Linked DNA regions of Mus musculus: all the other regions are linked to region 1. A link is a contact called in public Micro-C and promoter capture Hi-C data. All regions are on one chromosome and are shown on one strand. The core of a region is the stretch at or near the end of the contact, and the rest is flanking DNA. Distances in the headings are between cores, read along the strand shown.

Region 1 (2,994 bases), core at 186-2,685:
TAGTCAAAGCTTGCCTTCCACTGATCTTTCTATCTCAATCTACCAAGCACGGTGATTACCACTTTTGTATGTGGTGCTCCATACTGAGCTAAGAAAAGTATTTCTGTCTTCTTGTTTTGTTTTTGTTTGGTTGGCTGGTTTAGGGGTTATTTTGTTTTGTTTAGTTTTGTTTTGAGACAGGGTCTGTGTGTATGTAGCCTTGGCTGACTTGGAACTGGATATGTAGACCAAATTAGCCTCAAACTCTCTATACATAGAGATTTGCCTTTGTCTGCCTTCCAACTGTAGGAATTAGAGATGTGTGCCAGCTGGGCATGGTAATGAATACTGTTAATCCCAGCATTCAGGAGGCAGAGATAGGTGGCTCTCTGAATTTAAAGTCTTGCCTGGTCTACATAATGAGTTCCAGGACAGCCAGTGCTATGTAGAGAGACCCTGTTTCAAAACACCAAATTAAATATAAGTAAATAAATTAATTAAGGGTATGTGCCACCATGCCTGTTTCTGCAAATCATTTTTTAAAGTATATTTATTTTTATTTTATGTGCATTGCTGTTTTGCTGCATGTATGTCTATATGAGGGTGTCAGATCCTTTGGAACTGGAGTTAGAGTTGTGAGCTGCCATGTGGGTGCTAGGAATTCTGGAAGAGTAGTCAGTGCTCTTAACCGCTGAGCCATCTCTCCAACCCCTGTTTTTATTTGTTTGTTTTTTGTTTGTTTTATGGTTTGTATGTTTTAGGGTCATAAAAAAATTTTAGGAGCTGGAATTGTGGCTCAGTGGCTAAGAATGTTCCCTGTTCTTGTAGAGGGGCAGGCCATCTGGAGTTGTACCCAACTGCCTTTTACTCTATTAGCCTACTTACCTGTAATGTTTATCATTTGTAGTATTTTATTCAAGGTAGTTTTAATCCCTTTTTATATCCACAAATGTCTGTTAAACAGTGCCTGGCACGTGGCTGGTGTTCAATAGTTTCACTTTTTGAAATATATATTTTTAAAAAAAATGAAGCATTCGCTGTAAGAAATGTGGCTAGCCACTCGGTGCTGGCCCTTGTCAGTCCATTGGAGGGTTAAATGAGGCAAAAGCCCATGGTTCAAATGTTACCTTCTTAATTGAAACCATTCTACGGAACATTATATTTTCTTTGTCTTTACAAAAAGTGATTTAAAAAGAAACTCAGAATCTTCCCTTCGGAAAAAATCAATTGTGGCACACCCATTCTAGATTCCAAGTCCACTCTGTTCCATAGAATCAGCAAGTGCGACCCCGCCCTTCGCGCCGATCCAGCACCCACAAGTCTGTGCGCCAGGAGACTCCGCCCCGGGCGCAGATCGGACCGGACGGCCGCGCCGGGCCCGACGTAAAGCGAAGGGTTTCGCGACAGCTCAGACTCCACCCCTTCGGCCACATGTCGCGCAGGTCTTCCCGTCGGACGCCGCGCCACCCCCTCGCGCTGCTTTACGAACCCAGCGCGGCGGCGGCGCCCCGCCTTCTGCCTCCGTCCTCGGCTCCCCGCCCCCTCCTGGTTTCACGTCTCCAAGCCCGTCGCGCCCGCTATAATCACGTGACTGCCTCATCCGGGTCCTTTGCGTTCTCTCTCCCTCTCCCAACATGGCGGCCTCAGGTGAGTGAGCGGCCGAGCGTGGCCAAAGACCAGGCTCGGAAACAGCCTCCGGGCTTGGTCCGCTCCTTGCTGGAGGTCGGGGGCAGGAGGCACCGGCTCCTTTCGGACCTGGGGGCAGCGGCAGGCTAGCGGCATGGCCGCTTGAGGTTACCGCCTCGGGATGTCTAGGGGGAGGGGAAGGCCTTCCCCTCCCCCTCACACCCTTTTCACCCCGTTGCGCGAGGTTGGAGTAGGCAGAAATGGTGGACCCTGCCTTCAATTGGAGGAGGCAGCACAGAGAGACGTGCGGGAGGCGCGAGGCTCTCAAAGGCGTGAAGCACCGCGCCCGCGCCAAGGCGCGGGTGGAGGAAGGAGGCGGTTGGCGCGCGGACCGGAACACATTGGGCCGGGTCTCCAAGGCGCGAGGCCGTTGCGGACCCTCGTGGGGGCGGGGGGGTGCAGTTAGAACGCGAGCGCGAGGCTGTGGAGGGGCCGATGAAAGCAGCGGTGCGCGTGCGCGGCACGGGCGACGAGGCGAGGTGGTGGAGAAGGCGCGCCTCAGAAACACGCGCTGCTGGACTCCAGATGGGAAGCCTGGATGGACCTGGCTTTTGCTCGTTTATGACCTTGTACTTTAAGCTTTAGTCGGTTTGGGAGCGTGGCACGGCCGCTGTACTCCCAAGCGAACGCATATTAGGTTTGGCCCCACTATAGTTGGGGGTAGGGAACCCAGGGTGCTCCCACGTGTTAGGTGCTGTAGGGATAGACACCTAGATTTCTCCTGTGCCTTTTTCTTTCCACCTCTTGATTCAACCAACAGTTTTTATTGAGTGCACACTATATGCCAGGCAGAGGTGGGGAAGGAAATCGGGGCGTTGCATTATATAGAACTTCCATTTTTTGGGTAGTTTTAGTGTCAGGATTCAGCTTTTGTCATTTTCCCAGATAACTGGGAAACTTCCAGAAGGTGCTATTAAAATAGTGGCTAGAGGTTCTGCGTGCGTTTGTTTGTTTGGTGGAATGTATATTCCCTGCATTGCAAGTGAGGTTTGTGGAGGTCGTTTCGGGTTTTGTTTTTTTGTTTTGTTTTGTTTTCCAAGTTTTTTGCTTTTTGGGTTTTTTTGGCATTTGCAGTGGACCTGTGAATACCAGAGGGCTTTTAGACACCCAGCATTAGTTTTCGTTTTAGTTTATTTTTTATAGCATAATCTGTTAAAAATACCTTTTGGATTGCTGTGCCTAAACTGTGCGACAAGGTCTCTCATTTAGCTCTTGACTATCTGACCAGGCTTGCCTTGGGGTTGTTGGGATTAAAGGTGTTTAGCAACACGCCTGGCAACATTCAGTGTCTTAACCAGAAGTCCATCTTTTCTAATATTACAAGGAAAT
Region 2 (2,994 bases), core at 193-2,692, 1.8 Mb before region 1:
TTGAAAGAAAGGATGAATGTATAGAAGTGTTTGGAGGGGGGAAAGAGCTGGAGAGATGGCTCAGTGGTTAAGAGCACTGACTGCTCTTCCAGAGGTCCTGAGTTCAATTCCCAGCAACCACATGATGGCTCTGTAATGGGATATGATGCTCTCTTCTGGTGTGTCTGAAGACAGCTACATAAAAAATAAATATAGGCCGGGCGTGGTGGCACACGCCTTTAATGCCAGCACTTGGGAGGCAGAGGCAGGCGGATTTCTGAGTTGAAGGCCAGCCTGGTCTACAAAGTGAGTTCCAGGACAGCCAGGGCTATACAGAGAAACCCTGTCTTGAAAAACCAAATATATATTTATATGTGTGTACACACACACACACACACACACACACACACATATATATATCTTTAAAAGAAAAAATAAAGGTTTGGAGGGAGGAAAAGAGAGAAATGATAATATAATCTCAAAAAAAGGACCCCTTTTAAAAACACTATGGGTGATGGAATGACTGCTGCTGGCCTGTTGTTCAGGCCAGGCTGGTATCTGCAAGCTTTCCCCCGACCTTACTTTGTAGGTCACTTTCCATAATGTTGAGACTCTGACTTAGTGTTGTACTTTCCATAGTTTTTTAAGACAGGCTTTCTTTGTATAGCCTTGCCGGGCCTGGAACTTTCTATGAAGATAAGAGATAGCACTGTGCCTGCCAACCCAAAGTGCTGGGGTCAGAGGCACAGCTGACCACGCCTGGCAATTTCCATAAATTTGATAGCGACTCCAGAGAGGTTGGGTAACTAGCCTAATCAGTCAAAACCCGAGTACTTCTATTTAAAGGTAGTCATCGGCCTTAGCTTTATTGGGCAATATTTGCTGAATCACGGTGCCTGGAGTCTAATAAGCCCTTCTAAACGCTTCAGTTTTACATCACATCGTATGTTCTGAAGGCTCAAAACCAAAGTCTTCACTCACCCAGTTATTAGGAGGGAAGGTGTCAAATACAACTTCTCAAAACATTTGATAATGCACTTTGTAGAGGGCATGCTAAAAACAAGCAAGCGAGCGAGCAAACCGCTATGATGCCCTAGCAGAACCTTGCCAAGGCTGAGATAAAGGCATCTGTATGAAGGTCAACTCCCCACAAGGACATGCTAAGTCCTTTCCGAAGCACTAAGATGGCAGCGCAAGGTTTTACAGTTACTTAAACAGAGCAGGTAGCCGAGGGTCAGCTGTCCCGCCCGCGAGAGAGGGAGGTCAGGACCCCGCGCCATTGCCCCAAGATCCCCGGAGCTCCCCCAGCGTCCCCGTGGCGGCCCGCGCGCTCCCGAGCTCGCCAAGATGGCGGCGCTCACGTGACCACGCGGTGACGCAGCACGCCGGCGCGCAGGCCACGCCCCTCCCCACGCTCCCGCGCACTCCTCGGCCGCCCCCCCCCCCCCCCCCAGCCCCGGCCCCCGGCCTGTGCGGATCATGCCGCCTGCGACGCCCCTCGCGGCCGGGAAACGGTAGCCGCGACGGTTGGCTCTCGAGTTACGCTCTCCTCCCGCACCCCGCCGACCCCTGGGACGCGCGCCACCTCGCTGCGGTGCGCGGCTGGCAAGTGAGGAGTAAAGTCGGCGCCGCCTGGGACGGGGGAGTGGAGCTTCCTGCCCCGGGCAGCGGCCAGGCGGCCCCGCGGGTGAGTGGGGCGCGGCGGAGCGCGAGGCGGCCCGGGCGGGAAGGCGGCGCCGGCGGGGACGCAATGGCGGCCACGCGCCGGCCGGGGGTCGCGCGCGGCTCGGCGGGCGGTGGGGGAGGGGCGCGGTGGGGGTGGGGCCGGCCGCGCGCTTCCGGTCGCGCGCGTCCCGAGCGCCCGGGCGTTAGGCTCCCCTCGCCTCCGCGGGGCGCGTTGGGAGAGGCGCCCCGGGCCTCCCGCGCTCCTTGGCTCGGCCCGCGCCGCATGGAGGCGGGAAGAAAAGCCGAGCGGCGGCCTCCGGCAGGCTGCAGACGCCGCGGCCTTGGGCTCCCGCCTCCATGACTGGGAAAACCGAGGCAACCCGCCCTGTGGCGGGGCACGGCGTTCCTCTCCTTCCGGGAGTCTCGCCGCTGGCCGCCTAAGTTATGATAGAAACTTAAAAGAGTCTCGGTAGCCGCCTTTTCTTTTTGAGACGGGATTTGTTGCGAAGAGTTCATGGTGCAGGACTTCCAGACGCGGTCGCCGGGTCCGGTTTATTATAGCGTTTTTAGTTTTGCCTGAGACAGGGCTTACCAAACTGGCCTTAAATAAATTTATATATACATACACACACACATACATACATACATACATACATACATAGTCCAGGTTGGCTTCGAACACGGCTTATGTTAGGATTTTTTGTTTGTTTTTTTGTTTTTCTTATATGAGTACACTGTAGCTGTCTTCAGACACTCCAGAAGAGGGAGTCAGATCTCATTACAGATGGTTGTGAGCCACCATGTGGTTGCTGGGAATTGAACTCAGACCTCTGGAAGAGCAGTCAGTGCTCTTAACTGTTGAGCCATTTCTCCAGACCTTCAACATCTTTTTCAAGGAAGGAAGCTAAGACGCCTTTTCCTCACTCACCAGCTGAGAAGTCTCTGTACTTGATATTTATTGATATTTACTGTTCACTCGTGACAGTCTGCTGGTCACTGAGCACACTTTACTGCAGACAGGCACTGCCTTTAGAGAGCTTAAAGCTGGGAGAAACAGGCAGGCTAGTAAACATAGCTGTTAAGTAATTCAGAGATAACGAGCCAGGCAAGACAAATGTATTAAAATAGGACCTGATCCAGGCGTAGTGGCACAAGCCTTTAACCCCAGCTCAGGCGGCAGAGGCTCTAAAGACCAAACCAACCTCCTACCCCTCACCCAGGAAGGAAAGAAAACCACAGGACTTGGTACAGTAAGGAATGGCAGTAAGAGGTATTGCTGGGCCAGGAATGGTGGTGGACACAGCCTAGCTTCTGGGTTTTTGCATCCTAATGTGAGATCTGAAGTAAATA
Region 3 (2,994 bases), core at 162-2,661, 1.7 Mb before region 1:
ATTCAATAAACTCAGCAGAAGCCAAGTTTGAGTGGTAAAAGTCTGTGATCTCAGCAGAGGCAGGAGGATCACTGTAAGCTAGAGGACAATTTGGTCTACACTGCAAGTTCAAGGCCAGTTAACGAGAGGTAGCCAGATCTAGTCTCAAAAAGACAAAGAGTAAGAAGGTACTGTCAGCACCTTGCATCTCTTCACCTGTAATTAGATGCACTTGCAGACTAACAGTATGGCTAGAAAGCCTTGCCTGGAGGACCTTTGGCAATAGCCCAGGGGACTCAGGGCAAAGACTACTGAGAAGGTTAAAGTCTTTAAGGAAACAGCAGGCACAAGCAAGCAGTAATTTAAAAAAAAAAAATACCGGTCAGCAGGAGACTGCCCTAAGCACTTTACCTGTATTAACTAACAACACCAACAGCCCTGACAGACCCAACCTTCACCACCACCACCACCACCACCCCATCCCCCCACCCCACCTTTAAGTGTGGACCGCAGGAAAGCTTAAGGAGCCTGAACCAAAAGTTAACACAGCCAAGAAGTAAGGAGACTTGGTCAGGGTGGAGAATGCCACGGTGGACAACGTGGACAGTTTCCCGTGGTTTCCCCACGGGTCACATGGAAGCTCTCGGATGCCCACCGGCCCTCACCAGCTCTTCTCCCATATTTTGCTTTTGCTGCCTTAAATCACACCGTTGAAAACCAAGGGATAACCGAGTGTCTCCATTTTATACAGCGGAAACTCTACTTCTGAGGATGCCCTTCCAAATATGATGTATCCAAGAAACGGACAAAGAATCCAAAGGTGGAATATCAAACAAATGAGTTTGCAAACTACCCGGCCTAGGACGCCGCTGAGAAGGGGAGTATCCATCGCGTGCAAGTGTCCCTGAACGAGGCCTTGGAAGGCGCAGGGTCCCAGGCTGCACACACAGCCGGACAACCGAGCAGCACTCAACCGCGAGGCCTGAGGCCTTCGGGCAGACCGCGCAGCTCCCGCAGCCGCTGGGCTGACAGGGCGCTGCGCTGCAGGGCACCCGGGGCTCCGGGAGGGCACTGCGGTCGCACCCCCCGGCCGGCCGGCCGCGGAAGGGTGGTCCGGTGTCCCGGGTGGCGGTGAAGAGCCGAGGCCCGTGATCGTCGGCGCCTATGCTGAGCCGGGAGCCCTCCCGGTCTCCTCGGGATACCGGGTTCCCTCCCCGGGCTCGCCGCTGCGCCCTCCCCGCAGGCTGCTCCAGCCCCGTAGGTCGCCGTCCGAGCCCCCTCGCACGCCCGCGCACAGCGGGCCGCCGTAACCCCTGACCCTGCCAGCACCCCGGCTTACCGGCTCCGCCACCTCCACACACGCCGCGCCGGCGACTCCATATCCCAGGAGCCAGCGGCGACCCAGTCAACCTCCTGCCCTCCCGTGATTGGCCGGCCGGGCGGGAGCCCCCCTCTCCTGATTGGCTGGACTCCTGCAGCTGCGGGATTGCGTGGCCGGCGGACCGGGAACGGAGGCTCCGCCCATCCGAGCTGCCTGGGGGCGGGGCCTGAGCGGGGGCGGGGCTGATCCGGAGGCGTGATTCCGCCGGGCGCGCCACGGTCCTCGCAGTTCAAACCTTCGGCGTTCTTATATTGGCAACTCCCATCCCCGGAATGCTCGGGACATATACATTTTTGTCATAGTTCCCGCCACTTCCTTTTAGGCAGCTACACGCCTTTTTCCTCCTAAGAGATGATAACTCCGAGAAACAGCTACACTCGATCCTAAGGCGCCATGGCAGTCCCTATTAGCTTCTTGAGCCACTGCTCGGTGCCCACTGACGCGCCAAGAACACCCCACGCCTGGGAGGAACCGAGAAACTTCGACCAGTGGAGCCAGTTCGGCTGCACCCGTCGTCCTACTCCCAAGACTCACAGTGATCCCACCTGGCTCTGTCTCTTCTCCACACATTTTATCCTGCCTGCCCCCAAAACAGTCCCACTCCATCCCCGGCCTCAGCCTCACCTCTTCGCAGTTTTATGACCTGACAACCCCCCGCCCCAAGTTGCCACCGAAAAGGACTTCTCGATTTCCCCTACAACAGTATAGATGACAGCCCTGTTTTCTTCATATAGAAACTGCCGGGAGAAATGTTCATTATTTGGTAAGAACGGAGATAGGAAGAAAGGGTAAACCCTAAAGATGGAAACTTTAAAAAAAAAAAAAAAATGACAGCAAAAGCAAACAGAAAGGCCCCTGGCTGGGGCTGCTGCTCTTCATACAGAATCGTCACCTGAAAGAAGAGAAACTACAAATTAATCTTGGCCGCCTCTCCAGCTCATCCGTGGCGTTGGAGAAAGGCTTCTTAAATGCCTTCGAGCCCAGAACCTTTCTTCTGGGACCTTCCGCTGCATCTAGAAAAGAAAGGGGCGAGATCTGTTTGTGTCAGCGTCCAGGTGTGCTCCTCGGCTGGCCAGCGTCCCTGGGCTGTGGCCACTTACTTAGCTCACAGTTGGGAGCAGCTGCTGCCGCCCTTGGCTGCTTCTTCCCCATGGTGCAGGACTGGTTTGGCTTTTCAGAGCAGCGCAGCCTCTATATATGCAGAGGAGTACGCCTCCCCTTGGCTAGAGAGAACACTTAAGGTAGGTCAACACTGAGGGAAAAATTTCAAACCGCACCCTTCAAAGCATAATCAAATTTCATCTTTGACCGGCCATGAGAAGGAGGAATTGTATTTCTGCCACTCCTAGTTATTAGTAAAAATTAATTGAGTTAAAAGTTTTCTTCTGAGATTTCATTTATGTGCCATTCGGCAGGGCAGGACGTGGAGGCGGGCAGTGGGTGCCCTGGCGGTAATGTAGTAAAGCCTTTTGTCTGGAGGCCACTCCCCTGGGAGTTGAAGCTGGGGTTCAGGGACTCACTCCACTGTAGATGAGCAGAGGACTCTGTCCCTGTGAGAAGGGAGGTGGAACCAATTAACCCGAAGCCTTGACAGCCCACATCCATTTTCCACTCAGTACGTGCCACACTGAAGT
Region 4 (2,994 bases), core at 315-2,814, 1.6 Mb before region 1:
TCCACATAGGGAAATAGAGATTTTTCTTTAATAAACTCCCAGGCGATGCCTGTCACTTCATCTCCTTGCATCTTTACTATGGAAAGCCGTGGGCATTCTCACTTTAAAAGCCTCGAATCAGTGAATAGATTCCCAGTGTCTATAAGGCCTCTCAATTGTTCTGACTCCGACAACTAGAGTTTCAGTTCTTCTCCAGGTCAACTCATCTGTGTGCGTACACATTGTTCCAGCCCGAACCCAGCCGGCTCAGCATTGGCCACCACCTCTGCAGCTGTATATTTCCTGTTTGTTTTTTTTTTTCCATTTTTTATTAGGTATTTCGCTCATTTACATTTGCAATGCTATACCAAAAGTCCCCCATAGCCACCCACCCCCTCTCCCCTACCCACCCACTCCCCTTTTATGGCCCTGGCGTTCCCCTGTACTGGGGCATATAAAGTTTGCGTGTCCAATGGGCCTCTCTTTCCAGTGATGGCCGACTAGGCCATCTTTTGATGCATATGCAGCTAGAGTCAAGAGCTCCGGTCCTGTTTGTTTTTAAATGTTTATCTTTGTGCATGTATGTGAGCATTCGTGTGTGGTTCGTCCGAGTGGATGTATAATGAATGCCACACGTCAGTCAGAAGACAACCTGAGATGTCTGTCCTGTCTGCCACTTTGGGAAAGGGTCTTTTCTCAGTCTCTTTTCCCTGCAGGGCGTTCCAGACAAGCTGGCCTCCGAGATTCTGGACATTTTCCTATTTCTACCTCTCACCTTCCCCACTGCAGTGCTGGGATTATAAATGTACGCACTGTGGGCTGGACAGAGAGAGACAGACAGAGACTGAGCTTGTGTGCACACACACTCGTTACCTGTATGTCAGTGGAAGGGGAATGGAAGAAGAAATACTCAGCAGCTATGTGAGGAAATGAATCCGTAGAATCCGTATCACATTTTTTCTTTTTGTAGTTTGTGTACATGTTTGCGCATGCCTGGTGTTGGATATGCACATATCTTTTTTTTTTTTTTTTGGACAGGGTCCCCTCTAACCCTGTAACTTGCTAACTTGGCTAGACTGGCTGGCTAGCAAGTGCCAGGGCTCCTCCTGCCTGGGTCTCAGCTCTAAAGAAGCTCCGGGTTCCCCTGCACAGAGGCCAGGACGTGGGTGTGTTGGGGGTGGGGTGGGGAGGCGGTCATAGGCACAGACCACCGTGCCCAGCTTTTGGCGTTAGAGTCAGGGATTGAACTCAGGTCCTTAAGCTTACTCAGCACTTTACCCAGGACGACCTCCCCCCCCCCGCCCCCCCCCCCACACCCTGGACTACACAAAATGCCCTCCCTTTAGTTTGTTCTCCCAGGCAGTGCCTTTCCATTTCTGTTAGAAAACCGTCTGTGACTGCGCTCGTGTCTCCTGGGAGTTCTATTAGCGAGCCGGAGACACCGTAGTTGAGGGACTTAGAAGCTACCTGAGAACCGAGAGAACCCATCTTTTGGTCATTTTCTATCCTACCTACCTACCTCCTCTTGCAGAGAACAGCTTTGCAACTGTTCAAACCACCAGCCCTCCAAACACGGAGATGTTCTACAGACGTGGGAGCTTTTGCAAACATGCAAACATTTCATCCTTCGATCTTCACAGAATTCTGCAACACAGGTACAACCCACATGAAGTTCACCGAAGTGACCTGTCCAAGGTCCCCCACACTAAACCTGACTGCAGACGCATGGCTTCAGCGTGCTTCACGTCCGTTAAAATGCCTATGGACACAAGAGGGCCGTCGACTCTCGCGGACAGCTGGACGCCTAGAAACCCTTCCGAGTTTCAAGTAGTCATTTCTCCAAAAAATATCCACCGCGCACCTACTCCGTGACAAGGGCGCGTGAGGACCAGAAAGCGAGGGTTGGAAAGGGGTTCTACACCTGCCGCCAGATTGATGGAGGGCGGAGCCCTGCCGGCCGCCGCCACTAGAGGGCGCAGCGCCACCCCGCGCCGCCGCCATCGGGGCCACGACCCCGGGCTCCCACAGAGGTCAAGGGCAGCGCCCGCGGCCCCGAGCCCCCAGGGACCGACGAGGGCACTGGGTTCCTCAAGGAGACGCCGTCCTCGGCTCACGATAGCGACCTCAGGCTGGGCCGGCGCTCGCTCCCTCGGGGAGGCTCGCTTCCGGTCCTGCGCGCGGAAGCGTCGCCGCGTCCAATCCGGGTCCCCGCCCGGGCTCGCCCGGGGGGCGCGGGGCGGCTCGCAGCCGCCTGTCGGCGTGGAGGGGCGGCGCGTGCGTGCTGCGGGGCGCACTCTGACCCGGAGACGACCTCTCTCCGCGCTCCCTCCCCTGCTGTGAAGATGGCGCTGTCCAGGGTGTGCTGGGCTCGGGCTGCTCTGTGGGGTTCGACTGTCGCCCCTGGACCCTTTGTCACCCGGAGGCTGCAGCTGGGCCGCTCTGGCCCTGCGTGGCGAGCCCCTCGGTGAGGGCCCTGGAGAAAGAAGAGCATTTTTGATGTAGAAGCCCTTCCAGCGGCTCAGCCTCCGCCTCTCGGGATCCCCTGCCTTGGGCCCTGGGTTTTGCTTTTCCATGCAGGATTCCCACCGAACGCCCGTCCCTGTCCCTCTCCGTACTCCGTGTCCACCCGATTGTCCCCGCACATCCTGAGCTCATCTTTCAGCTTCCCCTTCCCATCTCTCCATGGCTTCAGCTTGCATTCTCCTGGCCCCGCAGGCTTTGCGCACGCTCCACGCTCACACCTTTCTGCATGATCTGCCCCTCTCATACCAACCCTAACCCTGAGCTTGGGTTTTCAGAAGAGTTCTGGCAATCGCTCTCAGAAACCGTATGTTTACCGAGGGGTCCTACGTACCGAATGGCTTCTACTCCTTCGCAGATAGTCTCTTTGGTCTTCGTTGTAGGTCTTCAAAGCTTCACCTTTCTCCGAAGGCGGACGTGAAGAACTTGATTTCTTACGTGGTGACCAAGACAAGAGCGATTAACGGATCGTACCATCGTTTCTTGGGGCGTCAT
Region 5 (2,994 bases), core at 253-2,752, 1.6 Mb before region 1:
CCAAAACCCTAACACAGGGGACAATCTTTCCACCCAACTCAAACCCAATATTCTGCCAAAGGTCAAGGAACCTCTTATAGGACTGTGAAGACTACCAGACACTCTGGGGCAGCGAGGCTCCTGTTATACCGCAACACTGTAACACTTGAGTACGATGCCCTACCTTGTTCCCCCTTTCTAAGATACTGTGGGTGATTCGCAAATACTATCTTATGGCTCTACGTGTCCTTGCGATCCCCAAGATCGTGGAAGTGGGAAGACACTCGGTGTAAACCTCCTCCTTAAGCTAGGTATTTAAAGAAGGCCCCTTCCCTCCTCTACTCCCCAGGTTGTCCCCGTTTAGGTTAGAATTCGGCTTCCTACATTAAAGCCACATCCTAGAAGACACAGAGCTTTGTGAGAGACCTGGAACATGATGCCGCATTAACTCTCCTCGGAAGGATATCGCCATTTATAACTCTCCCACACACCAACACCCTGGTTTTGGATATCTGTAAAATTTAAAGCCACCAAAGAAAAGGAGAATGTGAATCGGCTGGGGTTCTAACCACGAAAACTGGAGGACACGGGGAACAGTGTCATCTCTTGGGGATAACTTCTAACCTTTCATACTGAAGAATGGTTTCTGTGTCACACTGTCACTCTCAACCCTTCTAAAAGGGTGAATCAAGACCATAGCACTCAAAGGATGGATGGCAGGCGGCTGCGTGTTTAGGCCTGCGAAAAGGATCAAGCTAGCACCCGGGACAAGTGATGCTCTCATTTTTGCACACAACGCCAGAAAAAATGGGAGACATCGGGAATCAGAGCAGAAGGGACATGCCAAGTCACCAGTTCCCCTCAGCACCGCTGAAGAACCCTTCCGCTCTCAACCCATGGATTCCCGCTAACCTTCCCGCTCATTTCCATCTTCTGCAGTCCCCACAGCCTTCCACATCCTCCTGCCTGCTACTCACAAATTCCCAACCACTCCTCCCACATTTTCCTCCAGGCCCCCTCCCCTTCCTTCACTTCCCTCCATCCTACATCACTGCCCACTCCATTCCGAACTCAGCCGTCAGCCGCAATCCAGCCGGCTTCCAAGCCGCCCATCCATCCCTCGAGCTAGCCTGCAGCCCGACCCGCGTCCCCGGCGCCCCTAGCTCTCACGCCTCTTCCCAGAGGCGCCTCGGCTCCCCGCCCCCCGCCTCCTTAGTCCGCACAGCTCGGCGCCGGAGCGCTGCTCCACGGCTGCCCGAGAACTGCTGCCAGGCAAGGACGAGGCGGACCCCTCCTCCCCGCACCCCAGGCCCATTACCGGCCCCGCCGCAGCCGCTTCTCCCGTCACGGTCTCCGCCGCCCCCGCTGCCTACTCAGCCCGTGTGCAAGGAGGGGAGACCGAGGCGTGCCGGCTCCCAGGCCCGTCGCGTGGCTCTCGGGGCTGCAGGGTGTGTGGGCCGGCCGGCAGGCGGCGGGGGTCGGGCGGCTCTGCACTCTGGCTCCCCGGGCAGCGAAGACCAGAACCGTCCCGGCTCCGGCTAACAATAGGCTCCGGCTGCAGCGCTCTGCCTCTTATAGGCGCCGGCGCGTCGCGGCCGAGGCCCGGGGCAGCCTGGGAAATGGAGTCTACACTTGGCCCACACCCAAGGCATGCCGGGAGTTGGAGGCGGCCAGTGCCCAAAAGCCCTCGCCCACCCTGGAACATTCGCGGCGGACCCCGGAGAGCGCCTGTAGGGCAGTTGCCCGCCTTGAAGCGGGAGGCTGCGGATCCTCGGCTACACTTCCTCGCACCAGAACCTCACCCCATGCCTGGGGAACGTGATTCTCACGGGGTTGTCCCATATGACTTGCTGCAGCTGGCCTAATTTATAAGAGAAATTATGAGCAATGACCTATCTATTTATATGATGGATCGATTTCAACATTTTTCCCACCCCAAACGGGGTCTCTCTACATGGCTCTGGCTGCCCTGGAACTCACACTATTCCAGGCTGGCCTCGAACTGAAGAGATCCACCTGCCTCTGCGTCCTGAATGCTGGATAACGGCGTGCGCCACTATACGGGCTGATTTCTTCACATTCTTAAATTTTTCTTTTCTTTTCTTTTTTTAATTATTGTCTCTGATAATCACAGTTTTGCAGTTCATCTTTAAAGTGGGCAAAATATGGACCAAAAAGTTATAGCTCTGGCTGTCCTGGAACTCACTTTGTAGACAAGGCTGGCCTCAAACTCAGAAATCTGCCTGCCTCTGCCTCCCAAGTGCTGGGATTAAAGGCGTGTGCCACCACGCCCGGCTTACCTTTACAATCTTATGCCAACCAGCCATACGTTGGTTCAGTTAGTAACTATTCAGGTCTTCATATTAGAGAGGTAATACATTACACACACACACACATACACACACACACACACACACACACACACACACACCGTTTGGTTTTGAACAGGGTCTTTTTAGCTCAAGATGGTTTTGAATTTGTTTATTTGAGACAGGGTTTCTCTGTGGCGTTGGCTGTCCTGGAACTCCCTCTGTAGACCAGGCTGGCCTTGAACCCCAAGATCTGCCTGCCTCCCATTTTAAAAGCCTGCTTTAGCTTCTTAAGTACTGGAATGAGAGCCATGATTTGAAATAACTGCTTCTTTTGGTCTCTTTATTTCCTTGGCATCACTACCACTTGTATTTGTTGTTTTTTAGTCTTCTGTCTTGACTGGATTCCATGGAACTTGAATTGAAGAGTTGTTTATTTATTGTATTCTCAATACCAGGTTTTTAAAATCTGGTTATTTGACATTTAGGAGCACAGTGAGTATTTATTGGCTAGGTGGATGCACGACAGGATTAAACTTTATGTAGGGTGTGTGTGTGTGTGTGTGTGTGTGTGTGTGTGCTATTCAAATCTTTTCATGAAAAAAGCGCCATAAGTTCTAAATCCCAGTACATTTTTGCATATGACCAGGAAAATATAAAGCCAGCGCGACTGGCTACAATGTTCTCTCACCTTTGGAGCTGAGAC
Region 6 (2,994 bases), core at 205-2,704, 1.5 Mb before region 1:
CCGGCTGCAGTTTCACACCTGGCTGCTGGGGTTACAGCTGTGCATCAACAGTTTTACTTTTCTTAGTTGCCAAATAGTTAGTGCCTCTAGGAAGAAACAGAAACCAGCGTGTCTTCTCTGTTTCTCTCTCTCTGGCTTTACCTGATCTGATTTTTTTTTTTTTGTTTTTTTCCGAGTTTGTTTGTCTTGCTCCTTCCAGGACAGGTGGGGCTTTGTCTGAGTGCGGCTCTCGCACACTGATTTTTTTTTATTGAAGTACCATAGAAGGAATGAATGTGATTCTGCTTTACATATGTAAAGAGGCCCCCGAGTCACAGAAATATCCTGCTCACAAACTTCAATCAAAACGGAATACACGCCCAGCATGCCGGTTTGCAGTGTTGACTGTCGTAGATTACCAAAGCGACGGGTATATATGCATGGAACTGGGGGCCCCGCCTTCTATTTTGTGAGCAAGGAATGCCAGGGAGCCAACAGGCTACAGTCTCTGTGTCTGCTAGGAGCTTCCTGTCTTTGGCCTAGGGAAGCTTTTGAGCAGGCTTTCATTTTCTCCTGCCCAGCTGCAGCGACTACTCTGTAAAGGTTTCAGGCTTCCCACCCAAGCCCGAGGAGGCGATCTTAGCGCTGAAGTGGCTTAGAAGCCACTCTGGAGATCCCTCAGCCTTGCCAGGTGCAAATGTCCCGGGAGGAGATAGTGGGCCCGTTTTATGACATTATTAATACTAATACTGTCATTAAATATTTATGAAGTGCTCACGCTCTGATCGACGGTGACCCTCCCACCATTCCCCCATCCTTCCAGTGACAGCGAGGTCTCTGCCCCCCAGAGTCCCACCAGCCCTTTCTCCGGAGTAGCGGTGACAGGTCGCCAGGGAACCCAAGCGTCCCGGGATCCAGGACTCTACGTGCCTCTCCCCGACACCCCGCCCCCCACCAGGGCAGGGCGTCCACCCAAGCGGCCGCCCCTCCTCGAGTGTCCGCGGGGACCGGAGACCAGGGTGCGGCCCGGGGTCTGCGGCCCCAGGTGGGCAGAGCGCGGCCCTCGACTCCCAGAGCTCCAGCCTCCGGGGCCGCAGCCCGCCGCCCCGGCCCCGCGCCTTTTTCTCTCTTTATCATAAATATATAAATTATGCTAATTACGGGCATTGCATATTAACCAAATTCGAAACCTCCCCTGCCCGGCCCCCTCCCCCTCCGTGCAAAGCCCTCCCCGCCCCGGACCCCGCTACTCACCGGAGCCCGAAGCCCAGCCTCCCGCTCCCCGGCTGCCCAGCGGCCACCGGCTAGACACTCATCCCCCAGCCCGGGCCAGGGGGCCGCGGCCGGGGCGGCCGCCCGCAGACAAAGAAGCCGGAGCGGCTCGGCCCGGCTCGCTCGGCCCGGAGCCACTCGGGACCCGCCGCCCCCTGAGCCCCCCGCCGGGGCTGGCAGAGCGGAGCGGCGGTGGGTTGCGGGCCACGCACGGGCCGGGACGCCGGGGGCGGGGGCGGCCAGGTGCAGTCCCCTCCTCGCCCCCTCCTCCCTCCCCCCCTTTCCCTCCTTCTGCTACTTGGATTTTTTTAGCTGCTGCGTCATGAGCATAATTTATGCAAAGCGCTTTGCCGCATGCTGCACCTCCCGCGCCAGCCGCCGGGGGCGGCGGTCAGGAAAAGGAGGGGGGGTCTGGGAAGCTGCGAGCTGCGCGTGGGGGTGGGTAGGAACCCCAGGCCTCGCGGGGACTGGGACCCAGGGCCTGTGGGGCCGCTTGACTCAGCCCCCTTGGAGAGCAGGACTGGAGTCTCGATAGGGGACCCCGTGTCGCCTTCCCTTCAGCCGAGGATTGAGCAGTGACAACCGTGACTCTCTGGTGGTCAACTGCCCTTCTCAACGGCCAACCTCAAGTTCACGTCTGTCCTCTAGGCCGTAAAGGAGAGGGAACTCGGACGTCACTAAGGCTCAGGGTCTCCGGAGCAGCTGTGCACATCCCAGAGGGACCAGGGTCCCGGACGCTCTGCTGAGCTAGCTCGCTTTCCCACCTTCAGGAGGGGCGGGGTCCCACCTGCAGCCTGCGGGCTAGTCAAGCAGCACACGAAGGTGTGAAAAGAAAGGCAAAGTTTGACGCGATGGAGAAAAACAAGCCACTGTTTTGGGGACCGTGATGGTGGGGAGGGTTTGTTATATCTACTGACTTTTGAAGGTAGAGGGAGACTCAGAGGCCGATTAGGGGCCAGGGGAACGAAGGTTTGGGACATAATGGACAAAAGAAGGAAGACCAGGAGAGCGAGAAAGAATGAAGGGAGTCACCAGAGAAGAGCGTTATCAACGCAGCCAAGTGGATTCCCAACAGTGTTTCCCTCTTCGCCCTCACCCCACACCCGTGCTTCCGTGGTCTAGGATGATCTCGGTAGGCCGTGCAGAAGCAGCAATAGGAGAAATGATGAACTGTAGAGCCCTTGCCAGACAGTCCCTTAAACGTCTCCAGTGGAAGCACACACTCAGGAGGAGAGGGGAGCAGCATCGGCTGGGTTTGACCAACAGGTACACTCCAGGCTGCCTGCATCATGCTGGCTACTGGTGCCGCAGAGCTGGGCTGTCCGCTGTTTTCCTGGGGCCATGGAGGAGGCACTGCGGGTGAGACTAACTAAAGGGTCAAGAACCAGAAAGCTTGGGGTTTTATCCCAGCGCGTCCATCCATTTGCGGTCTAGGCAAACGATACAGTTTAGTTTTACAAACAGAGGTAGCCTGAGCCGGGCACCGTCCCACCTGTAGGACCGGCTGCTGGAGAGGCAGCAAACCGAATGAACCTGTGAATTAGGATGCAGCCTGAACAACAAAGTCTCTCTCTCTCTCTCTCTCTCTCTCTCTCTCTCTCTCTCTCACACACACACACACACACACACACACACACACACACCACACAGAGATACATTCCCCCAGACACCCTACACAGCCCCACATATGCTCAGAGACACACCCCACACATTCCCCACGAGCGTACACACACGCAAACACAT
Region 7 (2,994 bases), core at 297-2,796, 1.4 Mb before region 1:
CCCATGTAAGAACCTGGTGTGTTCCTCTCAGCACTTGGGAGGCAGAGGCAGCAGCGCCTGTGTGTTCAGCAGCAGCAGCCTGGTCTGCCTAGCCAGTTCCAGGCCAGCCAGGGCTGCCTGGCAAGACCCTGTCAGCAAACAACAAACAAAAGCCTGGATGCTGTGGAAAGCATCTGGGGTTCCCAGCACTCTCTGGTGAGGCGGGAGGTGCAGACCGGAGAGTGACCCAGAAGCTTGGGGAGTTCAGTGAGGCGGGTGAGGGGTTGGCACCAGCATGGTATGCAGCATACAGCGGAGCGGCAGAAACATGAAAGGCCACGCCACAAACATGGTGGAAGGTTAGCAACCTTCTGTGCTGTGGCAGTCTGGCACTTTGTCTGTGTCTCTGTGTCTCTGTGTCTCTCTCTGTGTGTGTCTCTCTCTCTCTCTATCTCTCTCTCTCTGTCTCTCTCTCTCTCTCTCTCTCTCTCTCTCTCTCTCTCTCTCTCTCTCACACACACACACACACACACACACACGTTTGAGAGTCTATGACCACAAGACTGGTATATAAATTCATCCCCCGCCCCCAATCATTTTGTATTTAGACTCCCACCTCAGTCTTGTTCCACACATGGTTAAAATCTAGAATTAGACAGCAAGTGAGCTGCCTGCTGGTAAAAACACATATACACCTAAAATACATTTTTGGGGGTGTGTGATGCACAGCATCTTTTGTTTGGGTAAAAGCCTGGGCTAGAGCAACACCCACCTGAGACGGCCAAGAGTTCCTCCGGGCTTCAGCCCCTCCAACCACGCGGGCGTCAGTTTCCGGAACGTCCTCGGTACTGTGTCCTTTGTGGGGCAGAGAGCGAGTGATGACTAAGCGTGGGTCTGGCCGGGTGGGGGGTGGGGCGAGGCAGCTACACTGTGAAGACTGTTAGCTTTGTCTGCAGATTTACTGCTCTCCCCCAAAACACTGAGGGGCCAGTTCTGAGTCATCTGTGCCCCTTTTGCTTCTTTTGAAAACAGTGCCTCAGAGTGCTTTCTTTTCCTCTGGGGTGTCTGAAGTGTCTGGGGTGTCATTTTCCCTTGCCATGAAAGTCCTGCCCAAACCACTAAGCTAGGGTCCACTGGTGCCTAGGCTCACCCCCACTCAAGGCCACCGCTCAGCTGAAGGAAACCCCTCCCGGGCTTCAGGAGGATTCTCCAGGAGCAGTGTGCATCCAATCAAGCAGTGTCTGGGCATCTTGCAGCCAAGAGGGCTGGTGGGGAACTCCCAAGGGGCTCCTTCTCTGCCTCTTGACTCAACCTCCTGCAAGGCCAGGCAGTGCGCCTCAGCGCCTGTCCTTTGCTCAAGGAGAGTAAGGCTTTTGCTAGGCTGACAGACACAGCTTTCTGCCTTCCTCTGAGATAGAAAGCCAGCCAGGGCGTAGAGACTTTATGATCCTCCCTGCTCAAGTCCACCTCCCTCAGAACTTGGGCCAAATGATCCACTTACCACACAGGACCAGGGAAGCAAACACCAGGAAGCGCAACATGTTGTGGAGAGAGTAGACCACTGTCCCCTTGCCATGAACCGAGCCCTCTTTATACGCCTCTTATCAGCAGCTTTGCTGACCTTCCTCCTGCCAGCTGGGCAGGGCCATGGGTAGAAGGCAGGGAAAAGCGCAGGTGACATGAAAGTACAAATGAACAAAATTTTAAGTCAACTCATTTATCTGATATTCAAAGACAGAACAAGGACGGCATCCACTTAACCCAAGTCAACTGAGTTGACCTCAGTTGAGACGCAGCCTGCAAATCCTTAGCGGGCTTTCGAGATGGCTGAGAGGGTGAAGCCGTTTGCCACCAAGCTGACCACCTACGTTCAATCCTCGCAACTCACATGGTGGAAGAGTGGATGGATTCCTGCGAGTTGTCCCCTGCTTGCCACACGCATGCCCTCATGCACACATGGACACACCACAAACACATAGATAGGTAAACACAATAATAAAAAATTCAAAATGGGACTGGAGAGATGGCTCAGAGGTTAAGAGCACTGACTGCTTGCTCTTCCAGAGGTCCTGAGTTCAATTCCCAGCAACCACATGGTGGCTCACAACCATCTGTAATGGGATCTGATGCCCTCTTCTGGTGCATCTGAAGTCAGCTACAGTGTACTTACATAAAATAAATAAATCTTTTTTTTTTTTTTTTAATTCAAGATGAAGAATGAGGATTGCTTTTTTTGGTCATATGTGCCCCGTGTTGTCCGAATCTCTCCCATCACCCACCACTGTCCCACTGTCCACTGTGGCACTATACATACAGAGACCTGTCCTGTGCACGTAGGGATTGGGGTTTGGGGAGCAGGTGAGGCATGGCACCTTCTCTATGTCCAAAGAGGGAGATGGGTTTGTCCACAGCACAGAGATGTAGGCTGAAACCCAGGAACAGAGCGAAGATGATGCTATGAAGAGGAAACAGGTCTGGAAAGGTTCCAGAGGGAAGCTACTCTCAGGGCAAGAGCATGTGAGCAGGAGGGCTGAGAGCACAGCAGGGGAAGGACCAGCAGAAGAAGGAGGTCAGAGGGTGGTATGCCCCAGAGAGTATAGAGGGCCATGAGCGGGGCACAAGATGGCCGGCCTCAGAGCAGAGGACTGTGGGAACAGTAGCTCAGAAGCTGCCAGGCTTCCCCGGGACCCTAGTTACCTTTGAACCGGAGTCCAGGTTTTGGGGCTGCAGGGTTGGGAGAGGCTGGGGAAAAGGCTTATAGGAAATCTGTCCCCTGAGCCTTCAGGAGAGTCAATGCCCAGGTAACTTGAGTGGCTCCATCTGCAGCTCACCTTCAAGCATCCAGAAACAGAGGTGATCTCAGGGAGAGGGATGAGCTGGCTGGGGAAACCAGGCCTCCTCATCCTCATCCTCCTCGTCCTCCTCGTCCTCCTCATCCTCCTTCTTGTCTTCCTTCTCCTCCTCCTCCTCTTCCTTCTCCCCCCCTCCTCCCTTCTTGCCTCTCTGGAGACTGGC

What was found. Promoter capture Hi-C pulls out the DNA fragments that hold promoters and counts their contacts. A called contact is a pair of places that touch in the nucleus more often than the background predicts.
Region 2: a contact with region 1 is called in a Micro-C map of the G1E-ER4 cell line. The contact joins the promoter of Atf1 here to the promoter of Eif4b in region 1. A contact is called at or near these places in 1 of 484 Hi-C or Micro-C datasets (the G1E-ER4 cell line) and 2 of 115 datasets of contacts at active chromatin or transcription factors (large pre-B cells and microglia).
Region 3: a contact with region 1 is called in a promoter capture Hi-C map of pre-B cells, with 6 times the contacts expected there. The contact joins the promoter of Slc11a2 here to the promoter of Eif4b in region 1. A contact is called at or near these places in 3 of 39 promoter capture datasets (erythroid cells, liver and pre-B cells).
Region 4: a contact with region 1 is called in a promoter capture Hi-C map of pre-B cells, with 9 times the contacts expected there. The contact joins the promoter of 5330439K02Rik here to the promoter of Eif4b in region 1. A contact is called at or near these places in 3 of 39 promoter capture datasets (liver and pre-B cells), 2 of 115 datasets of contacts at active chromatin or transcription factors (astrocytes and large pre-B cells) and 1 of 9 other capture datasets (liver).
Region 5: a contact with region 1 is called in a promoter capture Hi-C map of liver, with 6 times the contacts expected there. The contact joins the promoter of Csrnp2 here to the promoter of Eif4b in region 1. A contact is called at or near these places in 4 of 39 promoter capture datasets (hippocampal neurons, liver and pre-B cells).
Region 6: a promoter capture Hi-C map of pre-B cells shows a contact between it and region 1, with 8 times the contacts expected there. The contact joins the promoter of Pou6f1 here to the promoter of Eif4b in region 1. A contact is called at or near these places in 4 of 39 promoter capture datasets (cranial neural crest, hippocampal neurons, liver and 1 more).
Region 7: a contact with region 1 is called in a promoter capture Hi-C map of hippocampal neurons, with 7 times the contacts expected there. The contact joins the promoter of Cela1 here to the promoter of Eif4b in region 1. A contact is called at or near these places in 3 of 39 promoter capture datasets (3T3-L1-derived adipocytes, hippocampal neurons and pre-B cells).

What each region holds. Positions count from the first base shown.
Region 1 is chr15:102,072,338-102,075,331 of GRCm38.p6, forward strand. Eif4b (eukaryotic translation initiation factor 4B) reads left to right here and starts at 1,436. Exons shown (of 15, transcript NM_145625.3): 1 at 1,436-1,626. The coding sequence starts at 1,614.
Region 2 is chr15:100,226,417-100,229,410 of GRCm38.p6, forward strand. Atf1 (activating transcription factor 1) reads left to right here and starts at 1,443. Exons shown (of 7, transcript NM_007497.3): 1 at 1,443-1,666.
Region 3 is chr15:100,421,644-100,424,637 of GRCm38.p6, forward strand. Slc11a2 (solute carrier family 11 (proton-coupled divalent metal ion transporters), member 2) reads right to left here and starts at 1,412. Exons shown (of 17, transcript NM_008732.2): 1 at 1,319-1,412. It overlaps Gm5475 (predicted gene 5475), which reads left to right and starts at 1,550. Exons shown (of 3, transcript NR_040351.1): 1 at 1,550-2,601.
Region 4 is chr15:100,466,803-100,469,796 of GRCm38.p6, forward strand. It overlaps 5330439K02Rik (a long non-coding RNA gene), which reads right to left and starts at 1,565. Exons shown (of 3, transcript XR_001781773.2): 1 at 1,499-1,565. It overlaps Letmd1 (LETM1 domain containing 1), which reads left to right and starts at 2,209. Exons shown (of 9, transcript NM_134093.3): 1 at 2,209-2,443; 2 at 2,883-2,994. The coding sequence starts at 2,322.
Region 5 is chr15:100,493,737-100,496,730 of GRCm38.p6, forward strand. It overlaps Csrnp2 (cysteine-serine-rich nuclear protein 2), which reads right to left and starts at 1,503. Exons shown (of 5, transcript NM_153407.2): 1 at 1,298-1,503.
Region 6 is chr15:100,598,530-100,601,523 of GRCm38.p6, forward strand. Pou6f1 (POU domain, class 6, transcription factor 1) reads right to left here and starts at 1,455. Exons shown (of 11, transcript NM_001304965.1): 1 at 1,234-1,455.
Region 7 is chr15:100,686,374-100,689,367 of GRCm38.p6, forward strand. Cela1 (chymotrypsin-like elastase family, member 1) reads right to left here and starts at 1,547. Exons shown (of 8, transcript NM_033612.2): 1 at 1,481-1,547; 2 at 752-834. The coding sequence starts at 1,520.